Regions from separate parts of the Mus musculus genome. Here all the other regions are linked to region 6. The links are chromatin contacts, called in public HiChIP or PLAC-seq, Micro-C and promoter capture Hi-C maps. All regions are on one chromosome and are shown on one strand. The core of a region is the stretch at or near the end of the contact, and the rest is flanking DNA. Distances in the headings are between cores, read along the strand shown.

Evidence for each region. Promoter capture Hi-C pulls out the DNA fragments that hold promoters and counts their contacts. A called contact is a pair of places that touch in the nucleus more often than the background predicts. HiChIP or PLAC-seq counts read pairs in DNA pulled down with a chosen protein or histone mark.
Region 1: a contact with region 6 is called in an H3K4me3 HiChIP or PLAC-seq map of embryonic limb bud, with 4 times the contacts expected there. The contact joins the promoter of Ptgr1 here to the promoter of Lpar1 in region 6. A contact is called at or near these places in 15 of 39 promoter capture datasets (the 3T3-L1 cell line, 3T3-L1-derived adipocytes, cranial neural crest and 8 more), 2 of 15 datasets of contacts at CTCF or cohesin (large pre-B cells and pro-B cells), 13 of 484 Hi-C or Micro-C datasets (adipose-derived mesenchymal stem cells, cranial neural crest, embryonic fibroblasts and 5 more) and 8 of 115 datasets of contacts at active chromatin or transcription factors (embryonic limb bud, embryonic stem cells, extraembryonic endoderm stem cells and 2 more).
Region 2: an H3K4me3 HiChIP or PLAC-seq map of embryonic stem cells shows a contact between it and region 6, with 11 read pairs. The contact joins the promoter of Svep1 here to the promoter of Lpar1 in region 6. A contact is called at or near these places in 7 of 39 promoter capture datasets (the 3T3-L1 cell line, the C10 cell line, the SN4741 cell line and 4 more), 1 of 15 datasets of contacts at CTCF or cohesin (the NIH/3T3 cell line), 1 of 484 Hi-C or Micro-C datasets (palatal mesenchyme), 3 of 115 datasets of contacts at active chromatin or transcription factors (the NIH/3T3 cell line, embryonic stem cells and neural tube) and 3 of 9 other capture datasets (adipose tissue, liver and pancreatic islet).
Region 3: a Micro-C map of embryonic stem cells shows a contact between it and region 6, with 3 times the contacts expected there. The contact joins the promoter of Gng10 here to the promoter of Lpar1 in region 6. A contact is called at or near these places in 3 of 39 promoter capture datasets (liver, pre-B cells and second pharyngeal arch cranial neural crest), 1 of 15 datasets of contacts at CTCF or cohesin (the NIH/3T3 cell line), 2 of 484 Hi-C or Micro-C datasets (both in embryonic stem cells) and 2 of 115 datasets of contacts at active chromatin or transcription factors (embryonic limb bud and large pre-B cells).
Region 4: a promoter capture Hi-C map of embryonic stem cells shows a contact between it and region 6, with 2.1 times the contacts expected there. The contact joins the promoter of Zkscan16 here to the promoter of Lpar1 in region 6. A contact is called at or near these places in 4 of 39 promoter capture datasets (the SN4741 cell line, embryonic stem cells, maxillary cranial neural crest and 1 more) and 1 of 9 other capture datasets (embryonic stem cells).
Region 5: a contact with region 6 is called in an H3K27ac HiChIP or PLAC-seq map of the NIH/3T3 cell line, with 4 times the contacts expected there. The contact joins the enhancer-like site here to the promoter of Lpar1 in region 6. A contact is called at or near these places in 6 of 39 promoter capture datasets (the 3T3-L1 cell line, 3T3-L1-derived adipocytes, frontonasal cranial neural crest and 2 more), 3 of 15 datasets of contacts at CTCF or cohesin (the NIH/3T3 cell line, large pre-B cells and pro-B cells), 1 of 484 Hi-C or Micro-C datasets (myocytes), 3 of 115 datasets of contacts at active chromatin or transcription factors (the NIH/3T3 cell line, embryonic limb bud and large pre-B cells) and 1 of 9 other capture datasets (adipose tissue).

Annotation. Positions count from the first base shown.
Region 1 is chr4:58,984,805-58,988,776 of GRCm38.p6, reverse strand. It overlaps Ptgr1 (prostaglandin reductase 1), which reads left to right and starts at 1,699. Exons shown (of 10, transcript NM_025968.3): 1 at 1,699-1,739; 2 at 3,918-3,972. The coding sequence starts at 3,928.
Region 2 is chr4:58,205,260-58,208,791 of GRCm38.p6, reverse strand. It overlaps Svep1 (sushi, von Willebrand factor type A, EGF and pentraxin domain containing 1), which reads left to right and starts at 2,196. Exons shown (of 48, transcript NM_022814.2): 1 at 2,196-2,949. The coding sequence starts at 2,416.
Region 3 is chr4:59,033,901-59,037,376 of GRCm38.p6, reverse strand. It overlaps Gng10 (guanine nucleotide binding protein (G protein), gamma 10), which reads right to left and starts at 2,221. Exons shown (of 3, transcript NM_025277.3): 1 at 2,059-2,221. The coding sequence starts at 2,139.
Region 4 is chr4:58,941,727-58,945,268 of GRCm38.p6, reverse strand. Zkscan16 (zinc finger with KRAB and SCAN domains 16) reads right to left here and starts at 1,641. Exons shown (of 6, transcript NM_001099323.3): 1 at 1,611-1,641.
Region 5 is chr4:58,824,240-58,828,059 of GRCm38.p6, reverse strand. Ecpas (Ecm29 proteasome adaptor and scaffold) reads left to right here. Exons shown (of 49, transcript NM_172381.3): 26 at 1-52; 27 at 909-1,023; 28 at 1,590-1,658; 29 at 3,245-3,362; 30 at 3,727-3,820. Among named protein-coding and RNA genes, the nearest start is that of Olfr267, 40 kb to the right of the region's middle. Within about 2 kb of position 1,954, at least 26 of the 459 cell types and tissues checked have an H3K27ac peak or open chromatin away from gene starts, as enhancers often do. A contact at or near this core is called in the NIH/3T3 cell line and myocytes, where this site is marked.
Region 6 is chr4:58,551,489-58,555,241 of GRCm38.p6, reverse strand. It overlaps Lpar1 (lysophosphatidic acid receptor 1), which reads left to right and starts at 1,949. Exons shown (of 4, transcript NM_172989.1): 1 at 1,949-2,108.

The DNA.
Region 1 (3,972 bases), core at 450-2,949, 430 kb before region 6:
AGAATTCAGTCCTTACCAGAGAAATTGCGTAAAATGTGGATTTTTAGATTGTGGGGTATAACCTAGCAATCAAAAGACATTCTATACTTGATGCCTATGGAGATAAAGGTGTTAGAATAATGGAGTTCTTCATACAAGGGTGCATTATAGATTGTAGTCATGGAGCAGAACACCAGAAGAAGCAACTCCAGCCTTGAGGAATTAGTGGTTGTATACCTCAGTTAGGGAATAATACGATACAATAGAATAAACAAATAATAAACTATATCTGTCTATTTGGAAGATGTCTGTGACATTAAATCAGACTTCCCTCACCCCTTCCAAAAAACCTCGAGGCTGGGGACACAGCTCAGTGGCAGAGTACAGACTGGACATCTGTGAGGCCTGGGGTTCAACCAAATGAACACATAAGTAAACAAAGAAATAGAAGGACTCCAATTTGGTTAAAAACCAGAAAAGTCCTTTCTATGTATTCCTGAATGACCAGAGCAAAGGAATGAAAAGCAGTCAGTGACAGTAAAAACCGTGGATTCAAAGAAGACGAAAAGAAGACGGAGACTAAAGAAGGGGTGATGGCGACTAAAGAGTTAAAACATTTTTGCACTATGGCATGGCTTAGGAAGTTAGCCTGAGTCTTGGTGACCCATCAATGAACAAGTCGCTGAGATCTGGCACCCATTCTCCCACAGGCTGGTCCTAAGGTGAGACACAAAGATGGAAAATAAGAGGGACAGGAAGGGAGAGAAGCTGATCGCTCAAAAACCTGGGTAGGTTCCCTATGGGGATCAGAAACTCCAAGATAAAAGGTCAAGGTCGCCTAAGGAGAAGGTGGTGGTGGTGGGGGGGGGGGGGGTTCTGAGCCCATCACCTCAAGCAAGATTGTTCAACGAATGTTTGTGACTTAAGAGTTTTTTTGTTTTTTTGTTTTTGTTTTTTTTTTTTAATGAACTGGGTGCTCTCTCTGCCGTGAGCCTGAGCAACGGTCCTCAGGAAGCCTCCCTAACGTTTCCTTTACAGAAGGGCGGTCTTTAGGACAGAGTAAACCAGCTTGCACCCCACCCCCTTCCATAGTTAAGCTTAGGTGCAAATTATATTCTTTGAGCGCTGTGACTTAGGCATTGCCCGGGAGCATAGATTTCTAAATGTTCTGCTTACATCCTTACATCGAAAGCAAGTGTTTTCCCTCACCATTAATAAACTAGCTGTCTTTGGGACTTAACCTGAACGGGATTCTTGATCTGGGGACACCAGGCTGCTGGAAGCAAGCAATGCAGACTCCATCTCCCCACTGCCACAACTACATTTTATTTCACCTTATTCTTTACGAAATATATTTTTAGATGCCATGACTGCACACCTTCTTTGTTAAGGTTTCAGAGAACCTAGCACCGGCCTCACGACAGGAAGTAGTCAGCAGCAGCAGCTGGCTTAACTAATGCTGGCCAGAGGTGGTAGGATTTTTCCTGAATTAACTGTGTAGTAGTTTCTTGTTTTCTTTGCTTCTGATGCAAACATAAATTGTGAACTTAAGCAAAAAAGAAAAAAAATATTTAAACACACACACACACCCCTCCCAATGTCCCTTCCCTGCTGTGTGTGGGCAGAAGCTCCAAAGCTTCCAGAAGTTGCCCCTCCCTGGAGAAGCCCCGCCCTCACCGACCGCCCAGTATAAGTCAAGTCCTGGGCGCTTTGCGAAGCATTCAGAGCGGTCTCCCGGGAAGGAGTTTCTGTGAGCTTGTGTAAGTAGACTCTACACTACTCTATTTGAGCCCTCTCTTTTCTCTCTTCCCTCCTCCAACCCCTTCTTTCTCCCCGCCGAGCATCTAGAGCCTGGTTGAGCAAGTGAGCACGGCAGGCACCCCCAATCCACCCCACCGGTACTCGGCGACTCCTGGGTTCTGCACTTAGGAAGTTAGGGAGGCCGGGGTCGTCTCGCGGTCCTGCACGCCCTTGAAGAGATTGAGACCCGCACTAGGAATAGGGCAAAGTCTGGCTGCCTGTTCCGTTGTGGGTGCATGGAGCGCGACTGCCAGCACCCAGGAAGGCCTGGGCAACAGAGTTTGCAGGATTGCCAAACTGATTCAAAAGAGAAGACAGGGGTGGGGATTTGCGCATGCGCAGTGAAAGCTACACTTGCAAGTCAGGCCATGTACGGAGAGGACCCTTTGCAAGGGGGACCTACTAGACCTGTGGCGACTTCAGAAGGACCAGGCGCTGCCTTTTTGGAAAAAGAGACGGAATTATGTATTCTTAAAACACAAGGGAAACCCGCCTGTGAAATAGATGTCTCCGCGTGTGAAAGTGCTTATCACACAAGTCCCATGACTTGAGTTCGATCCCTGAAACCACGGGTGGAAGGCGGGAACCCACTCCTGAAGTCGCTTTAGGCTCTCGGTGACACGCAAGCGCCCTCACCCACACACCTGCATCATGTACACACGAACTAGTAATAACAGTAAACTAGATTAAACCTGAGCGAGCATGCCTGTTATATCTTGGCATGTAGAAGCAAGAGGATGGAAGGTTCCAAGATAGCTTCTGCTATAGTGAGTTCAAGGCCAGCCTTGGCTACACAGACGGGCGCTGTAATCAGAAAAACAAGTTGAGCTGGGCAGTGGTGGCACATCCTTTAGTCCCAGCACTTGGGAGGCAGAGGCAGGCGGATTTCTGAGTTCGAGGCCAGCTTGGTCTACAGAGTGAATTCCAGGACAGCCAAGGCTATACAGAAAAACTCTGTCTCAGAAAAACTAAACCAAACCAAAACAAAAATCTAAGAAAAAGAAAAACAAGTTGAACTCATGAATATGGGGTGAAATGATAGTTATTAGAGGCTGAAAAGGGCTAAAAGTATTTGTGAAAGGGTACAGAAACATGAGTGTGGCTCTTTAAACAATAATGATATATAATAATAATAATAATAGTTCAAACCAAGCAGATTATTTCTCATGAAAATAGAAGCTAAAGAAGGCGATGGGTATGTTAGGCACTCTACATTGCAGACACTGTGTCCTATCAAGGTAAGTTTAAATTTGTCAATTAAAAAAAAATCTTACTTTGCAGGGCAGGTGACATGGAGGCTGGAGAGATGACTCAGACGTTAAGATCACTTGTATAGGGTTCGGTTCCGATTACCAGGCCACATAATGGTTCTCATGAAGCTCGGATTGTAAGATCACTAAGGCCAGCCTGGGTTTCGAGAACCCACGTTGCAAACAGCTACAAGCCAATAGGAAGGAAGGGTAGGGCTTTGGATTGGCTCTCCACCCTATGTCCAGGGTGAACTAACTGGTTAGCCTTGATTGCTTATCTGAAGAATTCACTGGGGTCCCACGTGATGATGGGTTGGTCTGGGTTTCTAACCCTTGAAAGCACTAGCTCCTTTGTCTGTTGGTTTTGCCTGGAGGCAAGATGAAACCAAATAATTGATTTCCACCTTGGAGCCAAAACCAGAGAAAATTAGATGGAGCCGCTGCGCCCCCTAGTGGCTATGAGGTCCATGCTTCTGTAGGAAAAAGACAAAACAAACCTGTGGTCTTTGGTTCTCTGTATTTGAGGCTTTCCTGAGGAGTCACAGCAGGAGAGGTGAGGAACTGCAGGACTTTGCACGTCCATTAGTTGTTTAATGTTCTAGAGAAATTCCAGCATGGCCCGGACAGAATTTTCCAGGTTACATTTTTCTTTGCTTTGAGTGTTTGTTTTAGCCTGTTTCCGCATCTACACACCTGAGTCTTGACAGGAAAATCATGGGAATAAAATGAGATCAGACACGTGAAGTGCTTAGCATAATGCCAGAAAGTTCTCAATGAATGTAATAGAATGATAATATGCTAAATGATAATAGGGCTATGTTTCCCAGCTTCAGTGCTATGCCCAGGGGCTCTAAGATGGTCATTGAGTCCACGTTTACCATGTTCTAGGTATACCAGGATGGTGCAGGCCAAGAGCTGGACCCTGAAGAAGCACTTCGAAGGC
Region 2 (3,532 bases), core at 947-3,446, 350 kb after region 6:
TGAGACAGGATCTTACTATGGTCTGGAACTCTCAACCCTCCTGCCTCAGCCTCTCAACGCTAGGGGTACAGATTCAGGCAGGCTCCACTCTGCCTTCAGTTTTCAAGCCTGACTTCACCACCCAGGCCTTTCCCAGGTTTATTTACAATAAATCCTTTCTTTGTTTAAACAAGGAGAAGCTGGATACTCATTGCTTGTAGCCAGAAGAAGGTCTCAAAGCAACTAATTACCTCCCCGGGGTTTTTGTTGGGGCTAAGGGACATACAAGATAGGGTATACAGCCCTTGCCATAGTCCTAATGCTGTTAGTGATGTGTTTAAAATAACACGGGGTAGATGACATTTGGAAACTCTTCCTAGAAGAGTTCCAAGTCAAATGAGATCTTAGCCCTTCTCAGAAGATCCAGGTCTCTCTTCTCCCTGTTCCTTGTCCCTCTTCCACATAGACAACTGTGGAGCAGTGTTCAAATCTACATTTTCTTCTGGAGTAACCTGACTGGGAGGACGGGAATGGGGTCCCATCTCACTTTTCAGTTTTTAGTATTTTGCATTCAACTAAGTACATTCTTGATGATCAGTGCTGGAAATGGGACTTGGAAAGCATTATGAATAAAGGAAGTGATGTGACTGGCCAGCGTTTATTGAGCACATGCTGTGTTCTGAACACATCCCTAAGAGTTTTACTATTTAATGATTTAATCCTTGATATGTTATTATTCCTCCATTTTCCAAATGAGCAAACTGACACAGCCAATAAATAGCACAGCCAGGGTTTCATTTCAGGGAAATTGATCCAAGAGCCCTGCCACTTGGGCCTGCACGCTCTGACACCTCTCATGTTGAAGGTAGTTGATTAAATAGAGTTGGAGTTAAACCACTCACTGCTGGAGAGCAGCGGAACTCTGGGGTCATTTGATTCCAAGGCAAAATAAAAGTAGACACTGGACCAAAGCCCAGAGGTGATGGGGGTTTACATAACTACGCAGAGTTCCTGATTCCTAGCTGGAATCTTTTAGGCAAGGGCTCTGCCTTTCATGTAATAAGTATGTGCTTCAGCGTGCACAGCTTTGAGGTCTTAATTGGAAAAATCACTCCAAGTAGCAGCTGGTATTCCAAAGGGTATATATGCCAGGACGATCTAATCTGTTGCATCAAATAAAAAGAGGAGGGTGTTAATATCACAGGGTGTCTACTTATAGTTCAAAATTTAGCATAAACTTCTGTCCTCATAGAAGGCTTGCCTGGCCTTGGCTAAAGTCAAGTTTGCCTTTGAAAGCAAGACAAACTTCTGTTTAAGCAAGGTCAGTTGTAATTTTGTGTGTGTGTATACATATATATATGTATATATACATACACACATATATACATATATATATATACATATGTGATACACATAAACATGTGTAATCATACATATTCGTTTCACGTATGAATATCAAGTTGATGGTGACATCACTTTTACCTGCTACAGGTTCCTAGAGGACAGGTCCATGTCAGTTTTCCCCTGCTCGTGTTACCTATAGAGCATCGCAAGCTGCTACGTGGAGGAAAGAATGAACAATACAGGAATGATTAACCGCGGGAAAGGTGAACGATAACTCTGCGTATGTGATGCGCACGGGTGGGCCCCACCCACTTCAACAGCCTGAGATCTGAACAGGTTCTCAGGATTCTGCACCACTCACCAGACAGACCCTTCAGGAAAGTTATGCAAATATCCACTTTGGGAGGCTTAGACACGCATCCCCACCCCACCCCACCCCCCAAGAGTGGAATGAACCCCAAAAGGTGAGCAAGCAGTTTTCAAAGCATGCTTTCAACTCTGCCAGCCCCGCGTGTGTGTTTTCTTCTCCAGTGTTTCCAATTACTGTGGCACTCTCGGTATCCACATCCATCTCCAGCGCATTCCTCCGCAGCTCCTTGCCAGACATATGGGATCAATCAGTGAGCTTGTGAGGGAATGTTGACAGCATGACAGGCGAGGGGTTCTGGTGTCATGGAATCTCCAAGAGTCTTTAGCTGGATCCCAGGCAAGAGAGAGGGGGGAGGAGAGAGATAGAGGAGAGATAGGGAGAGGAGTGGGAAAAGGAAGGAGAGGACAGACAGAGAAGGAGGGAAGCGACTCTGACTTCACTGCCCCCTTCCTTCAAACATTTTATAGGCTTCGGGAGAGAGAAGGAGGAGGAGAGAAACCAAATAGCCGAGAGTCAGAGGAGCACATCCCTCCAGTCCCTCCCGAGTCCCCGAGCTGCCAGAGGAGTCTGGATCGTGTCCCCAGTGTCACATGCAAGGACGCTGAGGTTCGCGGTTGCTACCCCGGGTCCCCTCCGCTTAGTCCGGGAACCTTGGCGCCTCTCTGCGCGCTCGGGGACTGTCGCCTTGCACTCCCCGGGGCCACCGCTCGGTCCCCAGCGGGATGTGGTCGCGCCTGGCCTTTTGTTGCTGGGCTCTGGCACTGGTGTCAGGCTGGACCAACTTCCAGCCCGTGGCCCCTTCGCTCAACTTCAGCTTCCGCCTGTTCCCCGAGGCCTCTCCGGGGGCTCTGGGCAGACTGGCGGTACCTCCCGCGTCCAGTGAGGAGGAGGCAGCAGGGAGCAAAGTGGAGCGCCTGGGCCGCGCGTTCCGGAGCCGCGTGCGGCGACTGCGGGAGCTCAGCGGCAGCCTGGAGCTCGTCTTCCTGGTGGACGAGTCGTCCAGCGTGGGCCAAACCAACTTCCTCAACGAGCTCAAGTTCGTGCGCAAGCTGCTGTCCGACTTCCCCGTGGTGTCCACGGCCACGCGTGTGGCCATCGTCACCTTCTCATCCAAGAACAACGTGGTGGCGCGCGTGGATTACATCTCCACCAGCCGCGCGCACCAACACAAGTGCGCGCTACTCAGCCGCGAGATCCCGGCCATCACCTACCGCGGTGGTGGCACCTATACCAAGGGCGCCTTCCAGCAAGCCGCGGTAAGACCCCCACACACCCAGGCCAGCGGCCTGGGGCCCCTCCTGCCCACCGCTGCCAACCCCTTCTCTAGCCTGGTTCAGCTCCTGCAAGGCTTAAGGTGTCCAAGGGGAGCCAGCGTCCCAAGAAGCACAAATATGACCATTCTCCTGCTGCCCTAGTGAAGGTCCAGACTGAAATGGGTTTTTAAATGCTTAAGGAGGTGTCACATTTCTTAAAGGGTTCCTTGAGGGACCCTAGTAGGAAGGGACCTTTAAGCTCACTTAAGTTTGTGAGGAAACTGTTTATACAAGCTGAAACAGGTATGGTTAACAAATATTTGTGAAGATGGGACATGTAATGAGCTGAGGACAGTCCTAATTCTTTTTCATGACATAGACTTCGTAACTTTGCTTCCAGACTTTAATTGTTTACTAGTTTGTGATAGGCTCTCTCGTGTTTCCAAGACTGGTCTCCGACTTACAACACAGCAGAGCGTGTCCCTGAGTTATGATCCTCCTGCCTCCACCTCCCAAGCGCGGGGATGACAGCCATTGGCCACCATGACTTTATGTTCCAGGTCTTCCTAAACAAATGCTTAGCATA
Region 3 (3,476 bases), core at 972-3,471, 480 kb before region 6:
GTAAGAGCACCCGACTGCTCTTCCGAAGGTCCAGAGTTCAAATCCCAGCAACCACATGGTGGCTCACAACCATCTGTAACAAGATCTGACGCCCTCTTCTGGAGTGTCTGAAGACAGCTACAGTGTACTTACATATAATAAATAAATAAATCTTTAAAAAAAAAAAAAAAAAAAAAAAAAAGAGTCTCTTCCCTCGTGTCCACAGGGTGAGCAGGCATTTGATTCAGTTTTCCTTCCAGGTCTGATGCTCAATGATACCGTACACTTTCAACAACTCTACTTTTAGTTCCCCATTTTCTCTCCTCACACAGCCTTGTTCTCTGCTGGGAGCTCCAGCCAACAACTGCTCCCTTTGGAAAGTAAGGGACCACAGCTTCAATCTCTCTTACCCTGAACTCACAATGACCACTAGGTGTCGCTGCCCCCTGTATGGCTTTGATCGTTCTCTTTCTAGTCTGGGTTCAAAATTCAGCCTTTTCCAGCCAGACCGAGGCCTCTGACCCCACCCTTACTTTCTGGCATACTTCTTGCTCATCCACGGTCTGGATCAAACTTCTTTAGTTTTTCGCCCTCAAAATCCTTGGTGGTCAGATACTAGCGAGGAAAAAGGAACCACAAGCGGTACAGGCCTCCTATCTGGGTGTCAAGGCTGTGACTGCCCAGGCTGGTGAGCTCCACCGTGGACAGTAAGCACTTCCTTCGCCCTTTGCTAACTCCTGGTTCACTGTCCCACAAGAAAACACAGCTTCCTGTTTCACAAGACAGCCATCGCCAAAAGCTGTAATCCGTAATCAGAGGCACTTTATACACATCTCCTTTTTTCCTGTCCCCGAAGATGTCACCCCAAACCCTTGTTTCTTCTACAGTCACCTTGCCTCCATTTTCCTTGACAAAATAAAAAAAATCTTTCCTATCAACCCAAAACCCTTTTTATTTTCGAAGAAAAAAAGGAAGTTATTTCTTTAAAACTTTTTTATTTTTAACCTGTCGGGCTTCCCCTACACCTTACTGGCACATCTCTGTACTGCGCGCCTCTTGTCCCTGGTTGTCTGAAATAATTTTGTGTATTAGTTTACCGTATCCACCCGAGTTCCCTATTCCCTGGAGTAGCACCAGGTCGAGGGCTAAAACAGAGGGAACTGACTAGCATGATGGTGTGTCCATACCTACCCACACACTTGGAATCACACTAGCTGCCAATCACACATTCAGCCAACAGAGTAAATCCTTGGCTGTGTTTGCGGGCCTTCATTTTAATTTTATCTCGCGGGTGTTTTGCCTGCATGTTTGTGCACACCTTGTGCATGCCTGGTGCCTGAGGAAGCCAGAGGAAGACATCGGGTCCCCTGAAACTGACGTTACAGACGGTTGTGAGCAACCTTGGGTGTGTGCTGGGAATTGAACCGGAGTCGTCCAGAACAGCAGTCAGTGAGCTGAGCCATCTCTCTAGCCTCCCCACCCCTCTCCTGACAATCCAACTCACCTTCCTCCTTTGAACTGTCCCTGGCAGCACGCTACAAGTTCCGCTCTTTGTCTATTTCACGCTCATATATTTTAATGACCTCTTTCGGCCTTTTTCTGTGGCCGTCTGTCCACACAACGAAATCTCTCCTGGATACCTCTGTAAAATCCACAGATCCAAAACGGAACTCACTTCCTCAACTCTCAAGGATCCCCCATGGGGCAGCAGAGGAAGGCAGAGCATCCTTCTCCAGCATCCATCTCGCTCGCATCTGTTCATTCGGTGGCCTCCCTCCCCATCTCTAAGCATCATCCTCCCGCAGCCGGGTGGGCAGAGTCCAGGTCGCCAGCGTGTCGCCAGCCTGTTGTAGACACGCCCACGGAGCCATCGGACCTGGTCCCTGGGACAGGCTGTGTCGCCAGAAGCACCCGGGATTCGGCCTGAAACCACCCCGCATCCACGCGCGGCTCGCGAGCACCCGAGGCCCCGGTGCGCGCCCGGCCCGGTAGCTCCCACTCCCGCCAGGCCGCGGTCTCCTGCGGGCCGCTCGGTCGCCCGTGGGGCTGGCGCTGGGGTCCGGCTGGACGAACGCTCACCTTGATCCTCTCCACGCCAGCCTCCAGCTTCAGCTGCTCCACCAGGCGCTGCAGGGCGCTCACGCTGGCCCCGGAAGACATGGCGGCTAAGGCTGCGCGAGGCTGGTTCGGCTGGGAGGAACGACCGCCGAGCGGGGTGCCGCCCCGGGGCGGGGTAGCCGCCGCGCCCGCCCCGCTGTCCCCGCGCTGGGGTCGCGAGCTGCCCGGCCCCGGTCGCCGGTGCCTCGGAACAAACCTAGGTGGCGCCTGCGCTGCGAAGGGAAGGACACTAGGACTTCACCGAAGAGCTAGTCAAACCTTCAAGGATATCCTGCTCGTTGGTCTGATATGGAATGAAATTACACCAGCCCTCTCACCCACTATCTATGGCCATTGTTTCCAGTCTTCTCCCGAGTTTTTTAAGTGTGCACATTGGTTTTACAAAACTGAGACCATTACGTTAAAACTTGAGGTTTTTTAGTTTTCTTGTTTCCTTTTGTTTTTTTTTTACACTTACTATGTAATAACTATATCGCCATCTTATACACCACCGTATCTGTCTGCACTGGGTAGTGCATAAGCTGGGTAGTGCATAAAGGCAATATGGATGAGCTTGCTAAACTTCAAAGCCCAAAGACTTTAAAGCATTGGTTTAATTACTTTAAAAAAGCTTCAAGGCCCCTCCCCAATCCAACCACGGGCGTCCCGGTTGAATTGGGGAGGGACTGGAGGAAGCTGACCTCATCGGAAGACCAGCAATCTCAACTGACCTGGACCCCCGAGATCTCTCTCAGACATTGGGCCACCTGCCAGCCACACAGCATACACAGGTATAGCAGAGCACTGCCTGGTCTGACCTCAGTGGGAGAAGACGCGCCTAACCCTTGAGAGCCTTGAGGCCCCAGGGAGTGGGGAGATCTGGTGGGGTAGTGGTAGTGGGGTGGGGACATCCTCTTGGAAATGGAGGGGAGGGGTAGGGGTGGGGTAGGGAGAGAAATGGAATGAGGAACAGTCAGAAAGCAGACCAAGAAGAGGATAACAACTGGACTGTAAAAAAAAAAAATTAAAGAATAATAATTTTTAAAAATTAGGAATAGTTTCAAGGCTCAAATTCTCATCTCCTGATTCAACTCTGAGGGTTGGCCTCATCTTCAAGGTGGATAGACTCAGTAGTGCTGTGGGGGGAAAAAAATCCATGCTTTCTTTTAGCCCTGTCTAAACATATGGGAGAGGAATTAGAATCTCAAATGGGTTCTCCCTGGCTTGTATTGAATACCAGCCTTCCCTTAAACCAATTGCTACTTAAAAAGGATTTGCTGTTGAAGTACCCAATTTCCAATCTGCTGAGTTTTCTCTGGACTTAAGAACCATCCAGGGCAAAGTCACCCACAAAACACACCCACAGCCGGGCGTGGTGGCCCACGCCTATAATCCCAGCA
Region 4 (3,542 bases), core at 392-2,891, 390 kb before region 6:
ACAGAAGGCTGTGAGCTGCCATGTCTGAGATCGGAACTGGATCTGAGTCCTCTGGAAGAGCAACAGGTGCTCTGAACCTTAGAGCTTCTCTTGTAAGTCTAGTTGTCTTCAATCCACTCTTGAGCTGTAGCCAAAGGATTTCTCCTAATTCTCAAAAGCCGATCCTGTCATTTCCCTGCCTGGAAGCCCTTAACAGGGTCCACCAAGACCAAGTTCAAAGCAGAGGGCACAAAGAATAATCTTAAGATTTGCCTGGATACCTCATAGATCGACACTGCAGCCATACAGAAACCACACACAAAAAACCACACACAGAAATACCACACACAAACTCTCTCTGTCTTTTACACCAGCGAGATTCCCGCCCCCTCATCACTTGGAATGATGCCTTCCTACTCCTAACAATCCTTTGCTCATTCTTCCCAACAGGGCTCCTGGGTCTCAGGGGTGAAGAGCATTGCGGCTTTAGCAGAGGAACCCATAATCAATTCTATTCCTGTCACCTATATAGCAGCCCACAACCATCTGTAACTCCAGTTTCAGGGAATCCAACACTCTCTTTTCTGACAATCGCACAGTGCAGATATACATGCAGGCAAAACACTCATAAACACAAAATAAAACCAGGGCTGGATACTGCTCAGTGATAGAACACTTGCCTAGCATGTGGTTTCAACCCTCATTAACCCCCACCCCCACCCCCACCCCACCAGCGGTTGGGGGAACCTCACAGGAACCATATCAAAAACAAAAGCTCCGACTCTTCTCTGTTGACAGGCCACCACCATCGAGTGAAATTCCTTTTGATCTCTAAATGATCTTTTGCACACAGCCTAGCCTGTGCTGCTTGCATTCATTCATACCATAAATGACTGGGATCTATAAAGATGGGAATGGGCACTGTGGGGACAGGCCTGTAGAGATCACTTACATCTCAGAAATAGGACCCGAGATGTACCACTATTTGGCAGGATATACTAGCCTCTTATTGCAATTAACATAGCATTAACCATCCACCTCAGGACCCGACACCCAGCACGCGAGATGTCATTTATTTCTTTGCTAACCATCAGGCGCCCACCATGTCACCTGGCACCCCTTTGGGTACCTGGGACTCCGCAGTGACTGAGACATGCGCAGCTGCTTCAACAGAGGCTCTGTGAAAATGTGACGCAGGTACTGGTTCCCAACGCGTAGGAGAAAGTCAGCGGCAATTTACCCCACAGGTGTCAGCTGGCAAAGCCTGGAGACCTCCAGCTTATTAGGAACGCGGAGGAAGGACGATCCAGGTTTCTGATTGATACAGCCAGAGACGCTGTTCAACATCTAATAAAAGGATCAAACGCATACACATACATTCACGCGAGCAGACACACCAAAGAATTATATGGCTCAAAATACCAATGGTGGCGAAGTTTTCAAGACTTGAGCACAGGGTGGTATGGAAGGACGGGAAGGCGCGGTGCTGCTGAAGTGCACGCCCCCGCAGCTGCAGCTGCAGCGCAGCGCGCCTGGTGCGAGGGACGCTCTGGGTCCCAATCCGCCCAAGGCGTGCGCTCGGAGCCCACAACCCGCGCAGCCCCGAACCGAACGGCGGAAAGCACCAATACCTGCACCAGCATCCGCAGCCAGCTGCACCGCAATAAGCGTTCAGAACCTTGTCCCGCAGCAGCTGCGCGCGCAAGACTTCGGGACCCACTGCGCCTGCGCAAAGGCTAGGAACTACGATTCCCGGGGTCCGCTGGCCTGGATTTCAGAAACTCCAGTGCTTTCCATAGGCTATTATCTGGCCTGTTGCGCATGGTCACAGAAAAGCGTCTGGGGGGCTCAGCTGCTAAATTATTGCTGCGCCAGAGGCTTAGAGGCCTAGAACACACTTAGGTTTTTAGATCTAAGCAGTCCGGCATCCACAGTAACCTTAAATCTTCCTCAGCTTCTCCCAGCACCACTGTTCATTAGAATGCAAAGTTGCAAAAAATCCACTGAGGAAACATTAGGGATGCCTTTAATGTAAACCATAAGTAACACAGCAAAAACACTATACAAATGTCATCCTCTGGCTTCCACACCTGCCACCATGGTCCAAGGGCAAGCACCCTACACAAAGCTTTGCCTGCACTGTTGCAATAGCTTCTTCGTTTCCCCCCTTGTCCATCACTTATACCATGTCTAGGCAGATTATGTCCCTCCCAAGGAAGGACTGCTCAAAACGCTAGTATCTTAGTTACTTGCTCTTTTACTGTGATAAAATACCCTGACAAAGGCAACCAAGGAGGAAAGGGATTTATTTCAGCTCGCAGCTCAAGGTACGGTCCTCATGGCAGGGAAGTCAAGGCGTCAGGAGCCTGAGGCAGCTGGTCACGTGGCATCCACAACCATGAAGCAATGAGCTGTGGATGCATGCTGGTGCTCATGTCCCTTTCTCTACTTATACAATCTAGGATTTCCTGCCCGGGAAATGGTGCCACCCACAGCAGGCAATCAAGATAATCCCACATAGGCATGCCCATAGGCATGTCTACCAAGTGATTCTAGAGGTGGTTTAACTGATAATGGAAGATAGAGCCGTGGCATCCCAGTATCCCAGAGATGATAGTAGTACTGGAATGTGGAGACATACAGCAGCCATTGATGGGCAGGAGCAAGTTAACACAAGTGAGGCAGATCACATTTAGTAAAGATGACCACATCAGCATCTATATCTACTCTAGAAGATTGTCCTACAAGTATACTGCTGATGTAACTCCTTTGAGAGCAGTTTCTAGATTTTTGAAATTAGGGTGACGGCTCTTAGCTCATAAAGTCCAGAAATGGGCCGAGGGTGCTGTTTAATGGTACTGCAGCTGCCAAAGAGCATGAAGTTTGCTTCTGCGTTTGCTTCAGATGGAGGGTGGGGTGTTCATTTGAATGTTTAAAAGCAGGATCCATCCATCATACAACCCAAGTTTTTTTGTTTTGTTTTGTTTGTTTTTATTATTTTTAAAAGATTTTATTTATTTATTTTCTTACTTATTATATATATATATATATATATATATATATATATATATATATGATGAGTGCACTGTAGCTGTCTTCAGACACACCAGAAGAGGGCATTGGATCCCATTGCAGATGGTTGTGAACCACCATGTGGTTGCTGGGAATTGAACTCAGGACCTCTGGAAGAGCAGTCAGTGCTCTTATCCACTGAGCCATCTCTCCAGCCCTTGTTTTTAACTTATAACAAAGTGGAATTGTTATTATCTCCATACCCTGAATTTTAAATTCTCCTAACTAGAACAGATAGTGTGTACTCTTTATATAAAGATGGCTTCTTTCATTCACTATTATGCCTATGACATCTGTCAAAATTGTTGCTTATGGTTATGAACTAGCTGATCTCATTGCTGCATGGCATTCCCCTGTGATTAGTTATTTACATTAGTTTCCTGTTTATACAGCTCATAACTCAGCACCTGTTCTGCTACATGGATAGGGAAGGAAGTACATATGTATGCTTATGTGTGTCTTTGTAAAGGGCTGACTGGTTTTCTAAAGCC
Region 5 (3,820 bases), core at 705-3,204, 270 kb before region 6:
CATCTTAAAGAAATTCAGAGCGCATTTGTTTCAGTTCTGTCAGAAAATGATGGTAAGTTGTTGGTAAATATTTGATTTGTCACCTTCAGTGTACTTGTATTTTAAACTTTAAAAGCGTGAGTGAGTGAATTAGAGCACAAAAACTTTTGAGCCATGTCACTACAACAGAACTAGCCACAAGCCTTTAACCCCAGCCAGCGCGTGGGAGGTAAAGGGCAGGAGGACCATGAGCTCCAGACCATCCTGAGTTAGAGATAGTAAGGCTCTCTGCAATAGAATTAGAAATTAATTTTTTTAGTATTAAAGGTAATTGTATTAAGGCAAAAGCCAATATTAACTACCACAGTACCATCTTTCCACTAAAGTTCTAAAGTAGAGGAAATAGATATTCTTTCTTATACATAAATTAGAACTTTACATTTTTTAATGGAGCTTAGGCCTTAACATTAGTGTTAAAGTTTTCCTGCTTTGAATTACTTTTTCCTCTTTATTAAAGCCAGGAGAAGTTGAATATGTTAGAAATTTAAATAATAGCTTTAAAACATCTTATTCAGAACACATGGACTAGTATTGCCTCTATTTTTCTAAAATTGGATATGGGTGTCTTAAAGTCCTAGGAGAGTATTTTATCTCTAATATAAACAATATATGTTGATACTCTGATACTGTGGTTTTTATAGTGACACTGTAGTTCATTGGTATTTTATTAGTTTATGGTCATGATTCTCATCTTTATTAATTGAGGATTTCTTGTCCATTGACTTGATTTAGTTAATTGAGAGTGCTTCTACTTTTTATATCTTTACTTTTGTAGCATTTTAGAGTAAAGAGAATTACTTGAAAGAAAATAATTGGCTACAAGACAAATTTCTTTTAGAATAGCATAATTTTGTCTACCTTTTTTGTAGAACTCAGCCAAGATGTTGCCTCAAAGGGGCTTGGGTTGGTTTATGAGCTGGGCAATGAACAAGATCAACAAGAATTGGTGTCTACACTTGTAGAAACACTTATGACTGGCAAAAGGTATAGTGAATTTAACATTTCAGCTATGAATACTTAAGACATTGGGAATATTATGTGGAAGAAGGATAATTCCACCTTCTACTTATTAAGGCATTACATATCAATGATTGTAAACAGTTTAATTATCCCAGTGTATACTGTTTACTTCAGAAAATTTCATACTTGAATGTCCTATGACAGTTAAAGCATTGGATTAGAAAACATTTTAATACCTTTGGCTAAAAAAAGTTAAGGTGTGGTATGAAGAAACTTGAATGTTATTCATAGTCTAATGTTGATGAGTACACGGAAGGAGATTGGTTTTGTAATTGCTTGCTGCTTTCTGTTAGTTACCTCCATGAGGGAAGGGTAGTTTTTATGTGTGACACATTGGCTGTAATTAATCTGAGAAATTTTTTGCTTATATTTGATTTTAGAAAATTTGCAGTCTAGTAGGAAAGAATAGTTTTATATCTTTTATACCCTAGACACAGGTTTTTATCAGTTTGCAAATGGATTGTATCCAATTGTTTATTGTTGGTATGGAAAAATTGAAGCTAATTTAAATTCTTTCTGATTTGTTTTAGAGTCAAACATGAAGTTTCTGGAGAGACAGTGGTATTTCAAGGGGGTGGCCTTGGCAAAACACCTGATGGGTAAGTGTGCTAAATCTAAACACATTGATCAACTAAGGGAGAATAGGAATATTGTTTGTTGATGGATAAATAAAAATGACATGGAAAAAAACCCTACTGTCTTAGATTAGGTTTTCTTGGCCTCTGAGATAGAGATTTGTATGTTGGAAGATTATTGGAGAATACCCTTAGGATTGTCTTTGGGAGCAGTGAGCAGTGTTGGCCTGAAGCCATACCTCACTGGACACTGGATTCCTGAGGAGCTTCAGGCTAGGATGGCGTGGCCCTTCAGGGGTGTCGAGCCACAGAGCCTGGGCCTCTTGCCATACTTCTTAGGCCTTTATGCCTGGCCAGTGAGTAATCATTTGTGGCAGGCTGCTTTGTGGGAGGCCATGACCTCAAAGACCAAAGTTAGTTCTCGGACTGATACTAGGTCTAGAACTGTCTGCTTCTAGGAAGCTGAGTCCTGAATAGACATCTTGCAACATAGAGCTACGTTAAATTCATCTAAATTTTTTCTGGGAATACTTTCTGTGTTTGACTAGTCTGCCTGTTTAGTATTTTAAATTAATTTTGATGTTGTCCCTCTTTAATTATTATTTCAGTGTAGTTATATTGTCATTTTTTTCCTCTTAAGAATTGCCAGATAACATGCCACTTGCTCTGTCTTCCTGTGACATTTGGAACAAGAGAATATTAATATTGTAGGTGGTTTATCTGTCCTGTGCTATCCTATATCTTACTGTTTTCATATTCAAAGTTCTTTTTATATGCTTGTTTTTCTAAATTCTTCTGAGCTCTTTGTTTTCTTCTTTCTCCTCTTTTTTTGGGTGGACAAGGTCTCATTATCTTTGTTGTTTTTAAACTAGTTGGCTCAGTTGAATTCTTTGGTACAACTACAGAGGTACAAACCACTGTACTTGGCTTCTTTACGAATTAAAAAAAGGTGCTAATTTTTCACAATGCTATATTATACCTAGAGGAAATTTAGCATAGAGATACTTTCAAATCACTCATCGTTATGAGAGATTGCATACAACATGATGAACTTGCAAGGTGTCTCCAGAGCCACCAAGAGCTTCACTTCCATGGAACATGCAGGCACATTTTAGGTATCATGTTTGTTACTATCAAATAACTGATAAAAAGCAATGGAGAGTCCATCTGGTTTACAGTTGGAGGCTGTAAGGTCTGTCACAAAAGGGAAGGAATGGCAGTAGATGGCTGCATGGCTGCAGGGGACTCTGCCTCCTAACCTCCTTCCTCCATACACCAAAGATCCACCTCTTGTAGATCCTGCCGCCTTCCAAAACAGTGCCATGAACTGGGAGCCATAGGCTCAAACACTTGACCTTATGGGAGGTATTTCACAATTAATTTGCAACAGGTATTTACTGGCAGAAAGATTTAGAAATTATTGATAATTGAGGTATATGACTTTTTATATACTTCTCAAACTAGTTTTCAGTCTCCTCAGTGATGATTGTGGTATTAGTAACTGAGGGAAATAGAATTTAAAAGAGCCCTGTAATATTGATGCTGAAATTTATGTCAAGCCAAAGATAGCTATAAAAATATTTTATTGTGTTTTTCTTTTTGTTTCTAAGTCAGGGCCTTTCTACTTACAAGGAGCTTTGCTCTCTGGCAAGTGATCTCAGTCAGCCAGATCTGGTATATAAATTTATGAATCTGGCAAATCATCATGCAATGTGGAACTCCAGGAAGGTAAGTTGTTATTTTATTTCATTTCTTCAATTTTTGCTGGAGAACAAACTCGGCATCATGTATATATGACAAGTGCTCTACTACTGAATTACATACCCCTATCTCTTACTGAGGTTTTATTCTTTTACTCCAAAACCAGACTTGTTACATTAGCCTTGTAGTGCCAGTTCATGTATAGTTAATTTTGAAAATCTGCATCTGAGAGCCAGATTACCACATTAGTCATTATTTGGTAAAGCTGGAATACTAAGTAAGGTTCTATTTAGGGGTAAATTTGAGAAAGAGTATTTGAAGCCTTTTTGTATTTGCTATGTTAACATTTTATTATGACAGCCATGTATAAGTTAGTCTTTATTGTTTTCAGGGTGCTGCTTTTGGTTTTAATGTAATTGCTACCAGAGCTGGAGAACAACTGGCTCCTTTTCTGCCTCAACTAGTTCCTCGCCTTTATCGATACC
Region 6 (3,753 bases), core at 700-3,199:
GCTCAGGATCTTATACTTGCTAGGCAAGCACTGTATATACCTCAACAATACTTGCTACACAATTGTATATGTTTCTGTTTGTTGTTGAGAACAGAATTGGTGTTGGGTCTAATTTTTATATTTTAAGTAGATAACTATAAAACAAGTCATAAATTGATATAAAATGGATTTGGAAAGCAGAGTCTTTTTAAAAAGAGATTTGAATAGTTTCCCCCACAATTCTTCATCCTGTCTCAAGCTCCCCAGGGCTGAGATTGCAGGTAAAAGTCATCGTTGCTGCACAGAATGAACAAAATTCTTGAACAGAAATCTGCCTGCCTCTGCCTCCCAAGTGTGGGGATTAAAGGCGTGTGCTACCACCTCCCGGCTCAAAATTCTTAAAAGTAAACAGCTTTGGAGAATAAATAAACGACCAGCTTTACAGTTCAGTTTTGAGCACCGTGAAAAATCATGGACAGGAAATGGTCATGGTCCCATCAAGTCACAACCTGTTGAAAGCTTGGGAACTATCCAACCCCCAGTGTCTTATCTTATCAGCTCTGCCCATAGCTGCTAGGCAGCGACCTCTTTGTACGAAGCAAGGGGTTGTCCATCCACTCCCTCGCTGCCTTTCATTTTCTGTCAGCTACGGTGCCGCCAGCCAGTCCTGCTTTTCTGTGGTACTACAACCCTAGATGTCCCTCAGGCTTTTACTCCCAGGCATCTGCTTTTGATGTGTGGAGGACTCCGCTGTGGGTTGAGGCAGAAAATTCTGATGACTCAACACACCCTGGGGGCCTGGAGTGTGAAGCAGGTGGGTGAAGACCGGCTGGAGAGTCCTCTCTCTCTGTCCGCATCTACTACTGAGTGATGGTAAGGCTTCTGAGATGGAAGTCTCCAGAAAATGATTCTTAGGTCCTGCCTCCGCCTACACTTCCAGGTGTGCCTTCCCTGCCCTTAATTGCCCTATGAAAAATCTTAGTTTGCCCTTGGAAAGTTACACTCCTAGCTGAAGAGAAATTTATAATCATAGCTCTAGGGACACAAAGGCACGCTCGCTTTGATTTGCAATTGCAAAGCCAACTATTGCTTTTCTATGGCCTGAAGTACAGGGCTGTGCTGGTTGAAACTTTGTGTGCTGCCTGAAAAAGTTTAGAAACTCAACTCGGAGGAGGCCATACACCAAGTTCTCTCTCCCCCCCCCCCCTTTCTTTTCTTGTTTTCCCCAGGCTCTGTGATGGTTTCCAGGGCTTTTCAAATGAGGAGGGGACAGCAACAAAGCATGCACCATGCAGGGCGTCCACCAAAGCTCTGCAAGAGGCCTGGCGCTGGGGTGAGCACAGGAGGGGCCAGGGGTGACGGAGGTGGGTGTGTCTGCTGTGGAGGGTCAAGGGAGCGCCGCGAAGGTACTGAATGAAAAGCTTAGGCTCCCCTCACCCCCACCCCCTCCCCGACCTGCAGCAGCGCGGGAAGTTCAGTGAATGACTGGGGGAGGGGACCACAGGAGGCAGAGTCGCTGTGGGTGCCACGCAGGTAAGGAGAGCAGAGCGGCTTGGGAGGAAAGGCGCTTTGGGGTGCGGGGAGTTTCTGACTTGTGCTCTGTGGATGTGGCAGAAAGCGCCAGAAGGAGGAGAGGTAAGGAGGCTGGCACCCGTGCCTCTTCTGCTGCCTGCCTGTTCCTTGAGCCCGGGAAGTTGGAACTGGGCGGCAGTAAAGCCCCGGGAGTTGTGACTCTTGTCCTCCAGCACAGTGCTGCCCTCCGTAGGCTCCGGGTTGTGCTGGGGTGAGGCTTGGGTTGGGTTGGCCCGGCGGCTGCGTGAACTGCGGAGCTGGACCTAGCAGGTAAAGACACGGCGGCCGGGTGTCCCTTGGCGCGGCGCGGGTGGCGACCGCCCCGCCTCCCATCGGCGCGATCGGCTCGCACTGTCCCACCACCCGCCGCTTTGTAGCCGTGCGCGTGAGCGCCTGAGTGCGCGCGCCCGCGGGCCCGGAGTGGGTGGGTGTGCGCGCGTGTGTGAGGCCGCCTGCAGGAGGCGAGGCTGCCCTGGCCTCCCGCACCAGCCGGTGGAACTCAGCCCGGGAGGGAAGTCGCCGCAGCCGCCCGGGCGGCCCTCCCGACCTTTGGCCAGGTCAGTGCGCCCCAGGGTCCGTCCAAGTGACACGTAGGTGGCCTCCTGTTGCTTACCTGGATCGGGTTGGGGACGCGAGAGGGCTGGCAAGGGGCTCCCCAAGTTTATTGGTGCCGCGTCCCCGACGACTTAGATGGCTCGGGTGTCCGCGCGTCCCGCGCTCAGTTCACTGCTCACCAGAGACTTTGTCGTCCCTTGAGTTTAAGGAATTTAAACTGAAGTTTCCTTGAAGCCGCCCTAGGCTTAGTCTGTACCTGGGAAATGCAAGGCGGGGAAAAACCTGATTTTGCTTGAATGGGTTGATCGGCTGTTTGCTCCTGTAGGGAGGGAGACTTTACTGTGAATGGTTTTAAACTTTAGGCTTGTTTTTCTTTGCTGCCATTTGGTCTTTGATGTGAGGCACCCAGGGCTTGTTGCTGCTTCCAGGCTGGGGCCCTAGACTGTCTCTTTTCTCAGTCCTTTCTTCCTCGTCTCCCGTTTTCTTTCTTCCTTTCGCCTGTGTTTCTTCTTCTTCTTCTTTTTTTTTTCTTTTTAGTTGAAATCTTCGGAGCTTTCCTTCCATGTGGGTTTCCAGCGAGTACTGGCTTGTGAAAAGTTTTACTCTTAAGCTATACCCATCGTCAGAGATACCTATTGCTAACTGCAACTAGAAGAAGGTAGCTAGTTATTAAAGCGGAATCCTCTATTCGTTTCGACAGAGCTGCGTGCTTATCCTTTTGTGTAAGTGTCTTTTGCTCACCTAACATGACTATGAAGTCAGAAGTCCGGGTTTCAAAGTCTTAGAAAATGGAAGAACATAGTCTCTTTCAGATGGAATGAATACCAAGGAAGAGGAATCAACATTACGCTTAAGGCCCCGTGCACCACAGCCAGCTGCATTAAAACACAGCTGTAATAGCATCTAGTTTTTGCCCTTGGTTCCTCCAGATGCAACATCATGAATAATAATCACCAGGGCTCTAATATTTTTTAAAATTCTATTTTATTTTTCCTTTTCTTTGGTCTTGAGTGTGAATTTGAGGGAAAAAATGTAGAAAGAGAGGGAAGCAGTTTGAGGCGGAAAGGCTGAGAAGGGTGACTTGCAGAACCACATCAGAGCCTCCTTGTACACAGCGTCCCCTAGCGGTGTACCCTGAACGGGTTCTGGGCTCCTGGGCTTGGTGTCCTCATCAGGAAAATGAATGGGTAGGATGATCTTTGCTGTTTCAGCCATCTTCCCTGTAACTGGGAACTAAGGGTGGGTGATTCCTCCATGAGAGACTAGTTGAAGTTGAAGAAGGAAAATGAAGAAAAATTAGTCTTGTGGGGAAATGGGAGGGCAACAGAAAGAAGGTGGGATGAAAGAAACCCGTCAGGAGGGGGATGCTTGGAGAGAGGGACTTAAGTAGGAGTTGGCTTTCTCTAGCCTGCCTGCCTGCCTGCCTGGTTCCTTTCTTCCTTCCTTCCTTCCTTCCTTCCTTCCTTCCTTCCTTCCTTCCTTCCTCCCTCCCTCCCTCCCTCCCTCCCTCCCTCCCTGACTTCCTTTCTTTCCCCTCGAAAGAAAGCAATAATTTCTTCTCCTGCCAACCTTATTATTACAAACCTGCGAGGCTGCTTAAATCTGACATGAGGTCTAAGTGATCCTTGCGGTCTGGCCTCTACTAGG